Regions from separate parts of the Mus musculus genome. Here regions 1 and 2 are each linked to region 3. Evidence: chromatin contacts called from public HiChIP or PLAC-seq and promoter capture Hi-C data. All regions are on one chromosome and are shown on one strand. The core of a region is the stretch at or near the end of the contact, and the rest is flanking DNA. Distances in the headings are between cores, read along the strand shown. Region 1 overlaps Lncpint (long non-protein coding RNA, Trp53 induced transcript). Region 2 has its middle 14 kb from the start of Cpa2. Region 3 holds the start of Copg2 (coatomer protein complex, subunit gamma 2).

Region 1 (3,761 bases), core at 1,175-3,674, 290 kb after region 3:
AGTTAATGGTTTTGTCATTCTTGAGCTACCTTCATATTTAAAAAATAAAGCCTGACATAGTAGAACAGAAAAAGACATGATTAGAGTCATTTAAGAGCTACAACGAATTCAGTGTTTAACTGTTAAATGAAGCATTTTCTTTAACAGCTAGAAAATGCAACACTGCGGATTATTTAATAATACAATAGAAGTCTTAATAAAAACAGTTAAAATGGCAAGAGTGAGGGGCTGGGAAGATGGCTCAGTTAATAAGAGCATGAGGGCCAGAGTTCAGATCACCAGACATGACAGCCAATCATGTTGATAGCCCCAGTACTTTCAGAGCAGGGAGAACAAGAGGCCCATGATGGGCAGACCCAAGGCTTCCGGCTCATCTCACAACATCTGTAACCTTCAGAAGACCTTGTTTTAATAAATAAGAGACCAGGGAGATGCCTGATGTCAATTTCTGGAGTCTACAAGCGCACACACACGTGTAAACATATGGATGCACATACAACATACGCACAAAAATATACAAAGGAAATGCAAACATGCAAATGACATCTCTGGGTGGTAACTTTCTATAGGAGATGTACAAAGAGAAACTGTCAGGATAAAGTAGGAGTCCATCAGTGTTCCTGGATATAAACAATAGACAAAAATAGTACCTCGTAATTCATGTTGAAAGCCATTTCATAGAATAGGACTAGCTTTCACTTAACACATGTTCATGTCTGTTCAAAAGACACTTTCTAAGAATAAGGAAATAAATCTTCAAGAGTTTTACAGAGAAAATTACAAGGTGGGCAAATGAAGAAATCTCCTCTTTGTGGTTTAAAGAGTCAATGTCCCTGCTTGAACCTGGACACACAGACTTTTAGTTAAAATCTCTACAAAGTCCTTCAAGGAGCATGGTAAACACAGCCCCCCCCCAAAAGCCTTTAATACCTTGAGGAGAAGTTAAGTAATATGCCTCCCAGAAATTATGGATGTATATTAAACAATGATAAATAAAATGTTAAGGACAGATAAAATGTCAGAGAACGCAGAAAAGTTCATTACTTTAAAGTTTCCTCTGTATCTGTTTTATGTACGTTTGTGTCTAGGCTGGGTCATGGGTGTGGAGGGCAGAGGACAACTTCCCGTGTCCTTCCTGAACTCTCCAAGGAGGCTGGCCTGGTCAGCAAGCTCTAGGAATCCATGCGAATCCATCTCCTAAGCACTGGGGCTACACCACCATTCTGGCCTTAGTTCTGGGGATTGAATTCAAGCCTTGCTAAGCACTTCATCAAGTGAGCTACCTTCAAGGCCCTTTCAGAAATATGACACAGCACAAGTGGAGGCACAGAGGAGGGAAGGAGGAGAGCTGCAGAGAAGGAAGGAGAGTGGGGTGGGGAGAAGGGATGAGGTTGGAGGGGAAGCCACCCACAGGATGTACTACTGTCAAGAAAGCAGCTGTCCTGTCCTTTTTACGAGCACACTTGGTTCTACCAGGAAACACAGGAAATAAGAGACCACCTGTCCTTAAGCAACAGAACACACAATTAGAATTTTAATAAGGAGAAGTAGCAAATACATAAAAATCAATGTAGTGTGGATTAAACTCTACAGAGTTCAGGAGATCAGAGTAACAGAGGTGAACCAGGGACTGAATAAGGGGCCAACTCAGAAATAGCGATAATTATGTCATGAAATGGTGATTTACCTTTAAAAGCAAAAAGGGAACCAAGAAAACACACAACTACATAGAAATACACCTCCATATCCAACGTCTGCCTAGCAGGGCCTGAAGGCCAAAGACAATTCACTAGAATATTAGTAGAATGCCTGTGGCCAAAACTACTTGTTTTCTTTGAAAACTATTTGTTTTCAATTAACACAATGGACTGGAGGAGTCTGTTCCATCAGCCACAGGATTAACCGTGCATTAAGAATCAGGATCTGAGCCGGGCAGTGGGCAGTGGTGGTGCACGCCTTTAATCCCAGCACTTGGGAGGCAGAGGCAGGTGGATTTCTGAGTTCGAGGCCAGCCTGGTCTACAAAGTGAGTTCCAGGACAGCCAGGGCTACACAGAGAAACCCTGTCTGGAAAAAAACCAGACAACGACAAGAATCAGGACCTGTATCCAGAGGCTCACCAGGGATGCCTGGTGCATCCAAGGAAGCTTACAGTTACCACTCTAAGAAGCAGGGGTTACCTAGCCAGAAATGCTCAGTTCCTTGTACTTACAATGCCCCGAATCGAACAGTAAGTGGGTTGCCAATTCAGACTGTTGCTCACCAGGTTATGAGATACCAAGCTCTTTAAACTAGCTCATCTGCACAGTGCTGGTCCCCCTAGAGTTGGTTGGTTTGTTTTGTTTTCCTCCTGATGAGCAGAAACCTGTGTGCCGTCAGGCCTCTGTGGCCTCCTAGTGCTGGCCATGGAGAACAGCAGCCTCTGTGTCCCTAGTAACAGTTCAGCAGCCAATGCTTCTACTACAACAGTGGGAGCCGACTCCTGCCCTCCGCTCCTCTTCCACATGGGTAATGGCGATGCCCCAGATGCCCCAGCTTAACGTCTCAGACACTGCTGGGTCACAACAAGCCAAAGCAGACAAGGAAGAATCATGTCAAGAGCTTCTCCATTGGCACTGCCCACCAAGATGTCACCTAACTAATGTCAAGGACCCTTTCTGTTCTTTGTTTGCTTCAAACAAGATTTTAATTGTTGTTTGTTCTTTTCTTGTGTATGACTTTGTCTTTATTGAAATCCTAGAAAATTCACCCACTATATTCTCATGACAAAACACTATCAAAAGCAATTAATACTTCTGCCTTGCAGAACACTCATGCTTGACTGAGCTCTTGCTAACTAGAACCCTGAGCCACACAAAGGAGGCTCCACTCCCAGCCAGACCCTAAGGCCAACGAGCTTTCTTGGAGGCAATGAAGACGCCACGGCTACTTGAGAGAAGTAGGCCAGAGAGGAAGGCCAGGTGCTGGCTACCAACTGCTACCCCCGGAAGACTTAGTCGACACAAAACATCAGTGTCTGTTTCACTGGACCACAAATAACATTCCAGACGTAAGAAGTTAGGTCGAGTTCGGGAGTGAGTGAGGTGTTAAGGTCATCTAGATTCCCCCAATCAATCATTAATTAAAAACAAACACAACAAAGTTATGATGGAGGAAAAAAGATAAGTTCAGATTCTCTCGCTGGGCTGTGAATAACGCGCTCCGTTACAATCTAAATGCCAGGCATTATGAAGTTTTATTATCATCACACGCACAAAGTTAAGCGGCGATGCACACAGGGTGGGGGTGTGCAGCAGAGGTCAATCCTGCCATGAGAAATCAAAGTTGGTAAATATGGAATGAGTTGGTACACATGCAGTGGCCAGAATGCCACTTGGCAGACAGCAATAACCCATTACCTTACAGAATGCAATGCCTGTGCATGCCTGATTGCAAAGCTGAGCCATGTTCCTTACGTCACACTTGTGAAACAATCATGTGACTTTCATAAACAAACAAAAATGACTTTATGTGTATGTTCAAATCATCAAGTAAACAGACAAAAACCAACTCGGTGTGTGTGTGTATTGATGCACAGAAAACCTGGAGAGGAAAAAACTCCACTCCAATTGTTTTCTCTTTCCTCATTCTTTTTCCATTTCTAAGTATTTGTTTTAGATGTAGTCCCTTTAACTATATTTAGAAAATGAAGCATGATTAAAAGTGAACTTACTGATTTATCAGAAAGTAAAATGTGAGAGCTGGGCAGTGGTGGGAAGGTCT
Region 2 (3,783 bases), core at 468-2,967, 370 kb before region 3:
ATCAGTAGTGAAATCAACTTAGTGGCTGCAACTAACGGTAATCTAAAAATAACAGAGGGTAGCACAATATCAGACTTCAGGAGGAGGATAGTTTCTATTTCAGGGTGCATGTGCTGAGTTGTAGCACAAAATGTGTCTTCCTTTGTTTCTTTACTAAGGTAAAAACCAAAAGGTACTGCCAGGCAGGAGTTTTCTTTGAAGTTTTCCCTTATTATGTAGCCACGATACTAAGCTAGTGAGAAAAAAAAAAAATCATTGCTCAACGCACTCCAGATTTGCCACATGCTAGTAATTAGTAACTCTTCGCCACCCTGGAGGATGGGCCACTGTTTAGGTTAGTGAAAAGCGTGAATGAAATCATATTAGTTCAGAAGAACTGCAGGTTTGTTATTTATAAATACAGTAAGTGGACGCCAGCTAACCAACTGTGGCCAGGGCACAGGGATGGACTTTGCTTTGGAGAAGAGACAAGAGTAGTTTGTAATTGACATTTCAAAGAAGCCTAAGAAACAGGCCAGCCTTTGTTTAAATCATAATTACCCAGTTTGTATGTAAAAGGATACTTCTATAGAAAGCTTTTCAAAACAACTGGTTCTTTTAAATAGATAATTATTCCCCTTCTTATCTTGTTTATACTATGCAGAACTTCAGTGAACTCTTTTTTCCCCCCACAAAGGTTAACTTCTGCTAGCCCTTCCTCAAATTGTCACAGATTCCCAATTAGTGAATTCTAAACAGGGTTTCCCTGCAACAATATCCCAAGGACTTGTCTGATGTGTTCTTTATTGCATTGAATAATGTCTGACAGGTTTCCAAGCACCAGGCCACCTGGATATTCTCTCTGTCAGGAACATGTGGTCTGAGAGCTGATGGCGGCTGAAGGGGAAATAAATGAGCCACAAACCTTCCAAAGTGACCAAGGAAGAGCAAGAAGGAAAATGTGTTACTTGTGAGCTAAATGTTCAGTTCTCAGCACTTTTGGGTGTAAGGATGCGCTTAGCTTAACAGCCCTAGACAGGGACAAAGAGTATGAAACCTTTTATGTAGAGCAGAAGATTGTTAGGGCCCAGAGAAGCTGCTCAGAGGGAGATGTCTTGTAAATTAATCCTCCTTGTGCTTTTTGATCAACACCCCCACCCCCCACCCCCCCCAACTCCGGAAGCTCTCGACACTGAACGTTCCATCTAGGAAATTTCTTAGTACTCAAAAATCAGTGCATGAAATGCTTTTTTTTTTCTTTTTTCTTTTTTTTGTAATAAAAAGGTTTAATCCCAATAGTACTATTTTCCAGTTTTTATCTGTTAACTTCTGAGTTCACTTCCTTCGCAGGCAGACCTTAACATGGCCTGATTACAGGGGCCTGCAGTTTGTAACGGTCTTTATTAGTGTCCTCTGACACCTTAAACTTTCTTATGTTCAAAATCTTGATTTAGCAGTGAAAATGCCAGGCAGGGAGCCAGCTCTGTTACTAATTAAAATAAATCAAAAGCGGGGAGAGGGGAGATAAAAACCAGGTTCCGGTGGGCGGATCTACCGGATTTGGTAAGGCAGAGTGGCGGGTCTGAGAGTGAAACGAGAGACAAAGTGCCTGGAGAAATGGCTGCCAGGGCCCGGGCCCTCGCGTCTTTCCGCTGATTGCGGGCTTTAGAATCAGACAGAGTCCGGGTAGCCCCTGCTGATTGCCTCCCTTTCTTCCGTCCTAGCAGATCCTCCTTCTGCCCATTGTACACTCTCACTGACACAGGGCCTTGATTGCTCTGAGCCAATCATGGCAGCAGCAGTCCCCCTGTGGAGTGATTCGAGCAGGCAGGGGGTGTCATTTCATTCCAGGGAGAAGTTTGCTGGTGAGGGCATTCTTAAAAGTTTCTTGGCTCTGAAAACAGACAGGCAGGGAGAGGAAATGGCCTCTCTCCTTTCTCCAAGTCTTCGGGGGATGGCAACACGTGTCCAGGAAGGCTCGGGTTGGAAATATGGAAAGCAAAGGATCCTGATCTGACAAGAGCTGGAGCAGTAGCTTGCATTTCTTGTGTGTGTGTGTGTGTGTGTGTGTGTGTGTGTGTGTGTTTTAGCTCACACTTGCCTGGAATTCACCATTTCACCATCTGCCTGCCTCTCAGCCCCCTGTACTGTACTGGGATTGCAGGAGTATGCCACTGTTTTTGGCACCTGCATTTGGATGGCTTGCAGGCAAGGTAATTTCTTATTTTTTTTAAGACTTGTTCTTTCTGGGTAGCCCTAACTGGCCTGAAATTCTCCATGTGAACCAGCCTGGCCTCAAACTCACAGAGATCCGCTCATGCAGTGCTGAGATTAAAGGCATACCCCACCAACATATTTATTTTTAAAAAAATTACCCTGACTGGGTGTGGTAGTGCACACTTTTAATCCTACCACCTGGGGAGGCAGAGGCAGGTTGATAGAAATTCCAGGCCAGCATGGTCTTCATTTGGAATTCCAGGCCAATTAAGTCTATAAAGTGAGGCTTAGTCTGAACAAACAAACAAACCCCTAAATTATGCCTATTTGTATAGGTTTTTGTTTTGTTTTGTTGTTACTTTTTTTTTTTTTTTTAAAGACAGGTTCTTATGTAGCCTTAAGGCTTATCTCAAAGTTGCCTGTGGCTGAGACTTTGTATAAAATGACTCTGACCTTTCATTCTCCTTGCTCTCTCCCTCCTGTGGGCCATCGGGATTCACCACCACACCCAGTCTATAGTGCTGGAACTGGAGACCAGAGGGAGACCCTCTGCCAACCAAGAGAAGTCATCAGCTCCAGGGACAGTAACTTTTTTTTTTTTTTTTAGAATTCACAGGGAGTTTTCCTGTTTCTTGTGGTTGGATCTTCCTCTGTGATCTCTAGAGCAGGGTCTTTTGCCTAGGATGTGCTCTGTAATGCTAAAGTTGCTAAAGATAGAAGTGTAACTAAACCGTTGCCTTCCCACATCCATGGATGGGTGCGGTGGGTGCAGAAGCCCGTCATACCCAAAGGACATGGCATTCCACTGTAGCCTGCACACTCCAGAGCGTTCACAAAGCAAGTCTGGAAATGTCAGAGATGAATGCCCCTCCCCCCAGTATCTCCTGACTAACCTGTGTGTGTGGCATCTGATGAAATGAGTGACTGCCTCCTGAGAGCCAGAGAGAGTGGGGAACTGTCATTGTGAGTGCTTTGGTTTTTCAGGGCTATTGGCCTCCTTTCTACCCACTCCCAGTCACTTTGCCTTGACCAGGCAGGTATTGGCTACGGTAGATTTTTTTTCCCAACTCAAGTCCTTGCCTGAGAAACTGGACTCGGGTCCAAGACAGATATCAGTTTCCCAGGGGAACTGGACTCACAGCAGGTCTTCCAGGTCCAAAGTGCCCTCCAGGTAGATTAGGGGCCAGGGGAAACTGGTTGTTAGGGAAACAGAGAAGGTAGGGTGAAGAGTTCTGAGGATCCCCAAACTACCCCCTACCCCCAGTTCCAGCTCCTTTCCAAGGCCTCTCTTTCACCCACTCATCAATAACGTTGTGCCTCCCCGGCAGGATCTCGTGATAACTTTGTCCTTCTACTCATGCTCAAGTGGGTCACTGTCACTAGAAACCAAAAGAATCCACACACCCGAGGTGTGCTGGAATGCTTGACAGCGCTCAGAGTGTTAGCCTGACTGTGTAGCACTTTGGTTTTTCCGGTGTAGATACCCGAACTGTTGCTGATCTCACAGCTGCCAAGATGCTATTGCTGAGTGGGAGTTGAGACAGGATGAGAATATTGGCTCTGGCACATCCCCCGGTAAAATGAATA
Region 3 (3,323 bases), core at 472-2,971:
CAATAAATTACCAGACATTATCTGCTTTCCTGGCTATATTTTATTCCTTTAGGTTGACAACTTCAACTTTAAAGACTTGACCAGAGTCTCTGTCTACATATGAATGCCTCGAGTTTAATATCTGTAAGCTCTTCTAATAACCTTGCACTTACCACTCCTGACATGTCATTAAAATCCCCCAGCACACGACAGAGTCTATATGTCTGTACGTTTCTATAGTCCCAGCCTCTCCCTTGTCCTCTACTCCACAATCTCTGCACTGCTACACTCCGTTGTCACTTTTAATATAGAAATAAAAAAGGGATTTCTAGTTTTGATCAAATGTGGGGGAAGACCGATATTCAGACTGTCAGGTGGGTCTACGGTCCTTCACTGTTTTTTTGGCTGTCCTGACTTTTGTACTTCCTAGGTTCTTTGCCCATTATTCTCAAACAGAATTGATAAGGCACTGTACACATCCAAGCCATACCTCCTGCAAGACAGCACTCTTCTCCAAATGCTGGAAAGGATTGGAACCACTACCTATAGTATAAGAAAAAGAGAAGGTCTTCAATAGCTGGACTACAAAGACTTTTCTAAAGGAGGATATTGCATGCTTGGAAATCTCACCTAAACAGAATGATCCCTTGGAAGTCACAAGGACAACTATTACTAATATGCAAAGAAGTTGGATGAAGTAATTTTGATTCTGGTTCAAATTCTGTCATTGCCATACTGAGATATCTTGGACTTCTCCTGATATAGGAACCCTATCCAAAATGAGTGCCTTCATTCCCTGCTTCCCCCTCCCCCATCCCATGGATGTTAACAAATGTGTCGGTTTCCACCACCACCAAGAGTAATGAGATGACAGGACACTATGGATTTCCCTAAAAGCAAGCCCTATTTTATGTGTTTCACACATTTACTGAAGCAGAAAGGAACAGTTTCGCAGAGAGTCACAGATGTAAAGGCCATGCAGGATGAGGCCATGAAGGTCCACTAACCCAACCTTCCACCACACTTGTGAGAGCAGCTACCACTGAAGAGCTGAAGATTTTTTTTTTTTTTTTTGAAGAGGCTTGGCATCTTCCCCACTTGCACTGCACCACAGACAGGTATCAACACGCAAGTCACTTCTGGATGCCTGAGCATTCAATGAGCTGTGTCCCACCGGGCAGTCTTAACCCCTGGGAACAGGAGAATCAAGGCCCTTCAGAGTCCATAAACACGCAACCCTGGCCCGGTCGACCCCAGCTCCCAAAACAGGGGGTGCTCGCCCTGGGGCCTAACCCCACCAGCAACCCCAGGGTACCGAGACTTGCGCGCGCACCTCCTCGCCCCCCGACAGGGCCCCACGGAGGGCCGGCTCGGAGGGGCTCGATCGGGGGGCGGGCGCGGGGGGCGGGGACGCGCCGGGGCGGAGCCGCCGAGCGCTCGAGGCGACTCCCGGCCAGGAGCGCGCGGCCCGAGGGGAGGCCCCGGCGCCGGGGGAGGGGCTTCGGGCAGACCCCGCCGCTGCGGCCGCCCCCCAGAGCAGGTGGCTGCGGGCGAGGGAAGGGGGGAAACCCTTGCGCCTGAGAGTGGGCGTCCGGAGCGCCGCGCGTACCAGACTCCTCGTCCTTCTTGTCGAATTTTTTAATCATCTTGGACGGCTTCCCAGCGCCCAGACCCACCGCAACCGTCCCAGGCGCCGCAGCCGGCGAGCGGAAGACGCTGCAGGAAGGCAGGCCCTGGGTTCTCGCACCGGTTGGGCCGGCGGGCCGTCACTCGGGGCCAAGGCCCGCCCCCCTCGGGCCTCCGCGGCCGCCCTTGCCCCCTAGGGACGCAGGCACGCCCCCTGCTCCGCCCACTGCCGCACGGGGGCGTGGCCAGAATCTGCCCGGAGGCTCACCACGCCCCGCTTCACAAACTCTGCAAGCCAGGTCTGAGACAACAAACAGGGAACTTTATTTGGTTAGTGACTTCTCCAGGCCCCCTCAGTTCTTGGAGAGTGAGGAGTGGGGCTTTAAGTCTTTGTCTTCACCAAATGACAGCCGCATCTTTGACAATCCACTGCTGGGCCCTTCCATGGCGAAAGAAGCTCTCCCCTGGCACACTTCTTGTAGGCTTCTCTTCTAGGAGCTTTGAAAATGTCAGGGGTTCCCAAAATACTTGCGAAGTTGGTGTTTCACTCTCTGACTTCATGGAAACTACGACAAAGCATAGGACACGTTGAATGTGCGACTCTGAGAGCACTAGAAGCGTACTAAAAGGAAGGCGTGATGTGATCCATTTGAGGAGACCGAAAAGCTGGTCTTAATTTAACTTTCCAAGAGGGTAGATTTGGGGACTGCCATTCCCAACTTCTTATGATTCCTTCTTCACCCAAACCAGTGTAGTTTTCTTGGCTTTCACCATTTTCAAATGATTCAATCTGCATAACACTCAAGTAATTTAAGGGATACTCATGTGTCTCAGTGCTTTTCCAAATGTTTTCTCTTTTTTTTTTTTTTTTTTTGTCCTCGTCTCAGAGTATGAAAAACACGCTTTTAATGCCTTGGGCATCGAAGACATCACATTTCTAGAAGGTCTTTCCAGCTTCACCTGTTCTTAGGGCGTTGACTACTTTAAGATCTTAATGACAGTCCTTCCTCCGTTGAGGGCGTGGTTTGCCTCTTGGGCAACCTTCTAACCAAACTTGACAACTTCTACTCAGATCTCTCTCTCTCTCTCTCTCTCTCTCTCTCCCTCTCTCTCTCTCTCTCTCTCTCTCTCTCTCACACACACACACACACACACACACACACACACAAATGATAGGGCATCATTTGGGGGACAGAGATGTTAGCTTAGAAATGGCACCACTAGTAAAACACCCTGGCAGCTTTGTTATTGTTGAGGAAATGCACCATAACTGTCTGTTCATTTTAGGTACAAAAGTAAAGCACTCATATTTGGAGAGGGCATATGTAGTCGCCATAAATGACACTAGAGCTGAAGGCTGACATATTACTTTATACATGAAGATCTATCTCATCCTGACAGGGCTTAGAAAAGGTCCTACCTAGATTATGCTACATACCCTTAAGAAAAATTTCAAACTGGGCATGATAGCACACACGCTTTTAATCCCAGAAGGCAGATCTCTGAGTTCAAGACCAGCCTGGTCTACACAGCAAATTCCAGAACAGCCAGGGCTATACAGAGAAACCTTGTCTTGAAAAAACAAAAAGAAAAAGAAAAAATTCCCATCATATATAGATTCCGCTGAATAATGTGCCCAAACCTTAGTAATGGTGCCACTTAAAATGTTACTCCATCCCGATTAAAAATACTATGCTAGGGACTGGAGAGATGGCCCA

The links. Promoter capture Hi-C pulls out the DNA fragments that hold promoters and counts their contacts. HiChIP or PLAC-seq counts read pairs in DNA pulled down with a chosen protein or histone mark.
Region 1: a promoter capture Hi-C map of hematopoietic stem and progenitor cells shows a contact between it and region 3, with 2.3 times the contacts expected there. The contact joins the enhancer-like site here to the promoter of Copg2 in region 3. A contact is called at or near these places in 5 of 39 promoter capture datasets (the 3T3-L1 cell line, hematopoietic stem and progenitor cells, hippocampal neurons and 2 more) and 1 of 115 datasets of contacts at active chromatin or transcription factors (pancreatic cancer cells).
Region 2: an H3K4me3 HiChIP or PLAC-seq map of embryonic forebrain shows a contact between it and region 3, with 5 times the contacts expected there. The contact joins the enhancer-like site here to the promoter of Copg2 in region 3. A contact is called at or near these places in 19 of 39 promoter capture datasets (3T3-L1-derived adipocytes, the C10 cell line, the HPC-7 cell line and 14 more), 1 of 15 datasets of contacts at CTCF or cohesin (the NIH/3T3 cell line), 14 of 484 Hi-C or Micro-C datasets (the HL-1 cell line, Th1 cells, bone marrow-derived macrophages and 6 more), 28 of 115 datasets of contacts at active chromatin or transcription factors (the 230-238 cell line, the NIH/3T3 cell line, the SCID.adh cell line and 20 more) and 4 of 9 other capture datasets (adipose tissue, embryonic stem cells, liver and 1 more).

What each region holds. Positions count from the first base shown.
Region 1 is chr6:31,186,862-31,190,622 of GRCm38.p6, forward strand. The region is part of intron 1 of Lncpint (long non-protein coding RNA, Trp53 induced transcript); the gene reads right to left. Among named protein-coding and RNA genes, the nearest start is that of Lncpint, 30 kb to the right of the region's middle. Within about 2 kb of position 2,425, at least 98 of the 459 cell types and tissues checked have an H3K27ac peak or open chromatin away from gene starts, as enhancers often do. A contact at or near this core is called in hematopoietic stem and progenitor cells, liver and pancreatic cancer cells, where this site is marked.
Region 2 is chr6:30,525,279-30,529,061 of GRCm38.p6, forward strand. No RefSeq gene overlaps it. Among named protein-coding and RNA genes, the nearest start is that of Cpa2, 14 kb to the right of the region's middle. Within about 2 kb of position 1,718, at least 77 of the 459 cell types and tissues checked have an H3K27ac peak or open chromatin away from gene starts, as enhancers often do. A contact at or near this core is called in craniofacial prominence, embryonic basal ganglia, embryonic brain and 4 more, where this site is marked.
Region 3 is chr6:30,895,073-30,898,395 of GRCm38.p6, forward strand. Copg2 (coatomer protein complex, subunit gamma 2) reads right to left here and starts at 1,722. Exons shown (of 24, transcript NM_017478.3): 1 at 1,589-1,722; 2 at 470-522. The coding sequence starts at 1,625. It overlaps Tsga13 (testis specific gene A13), which reads right to left. Exons shown (of 8, transcript NM_054073.2): 8 at 1,909-2,171. The coding sequence ends at 2,002.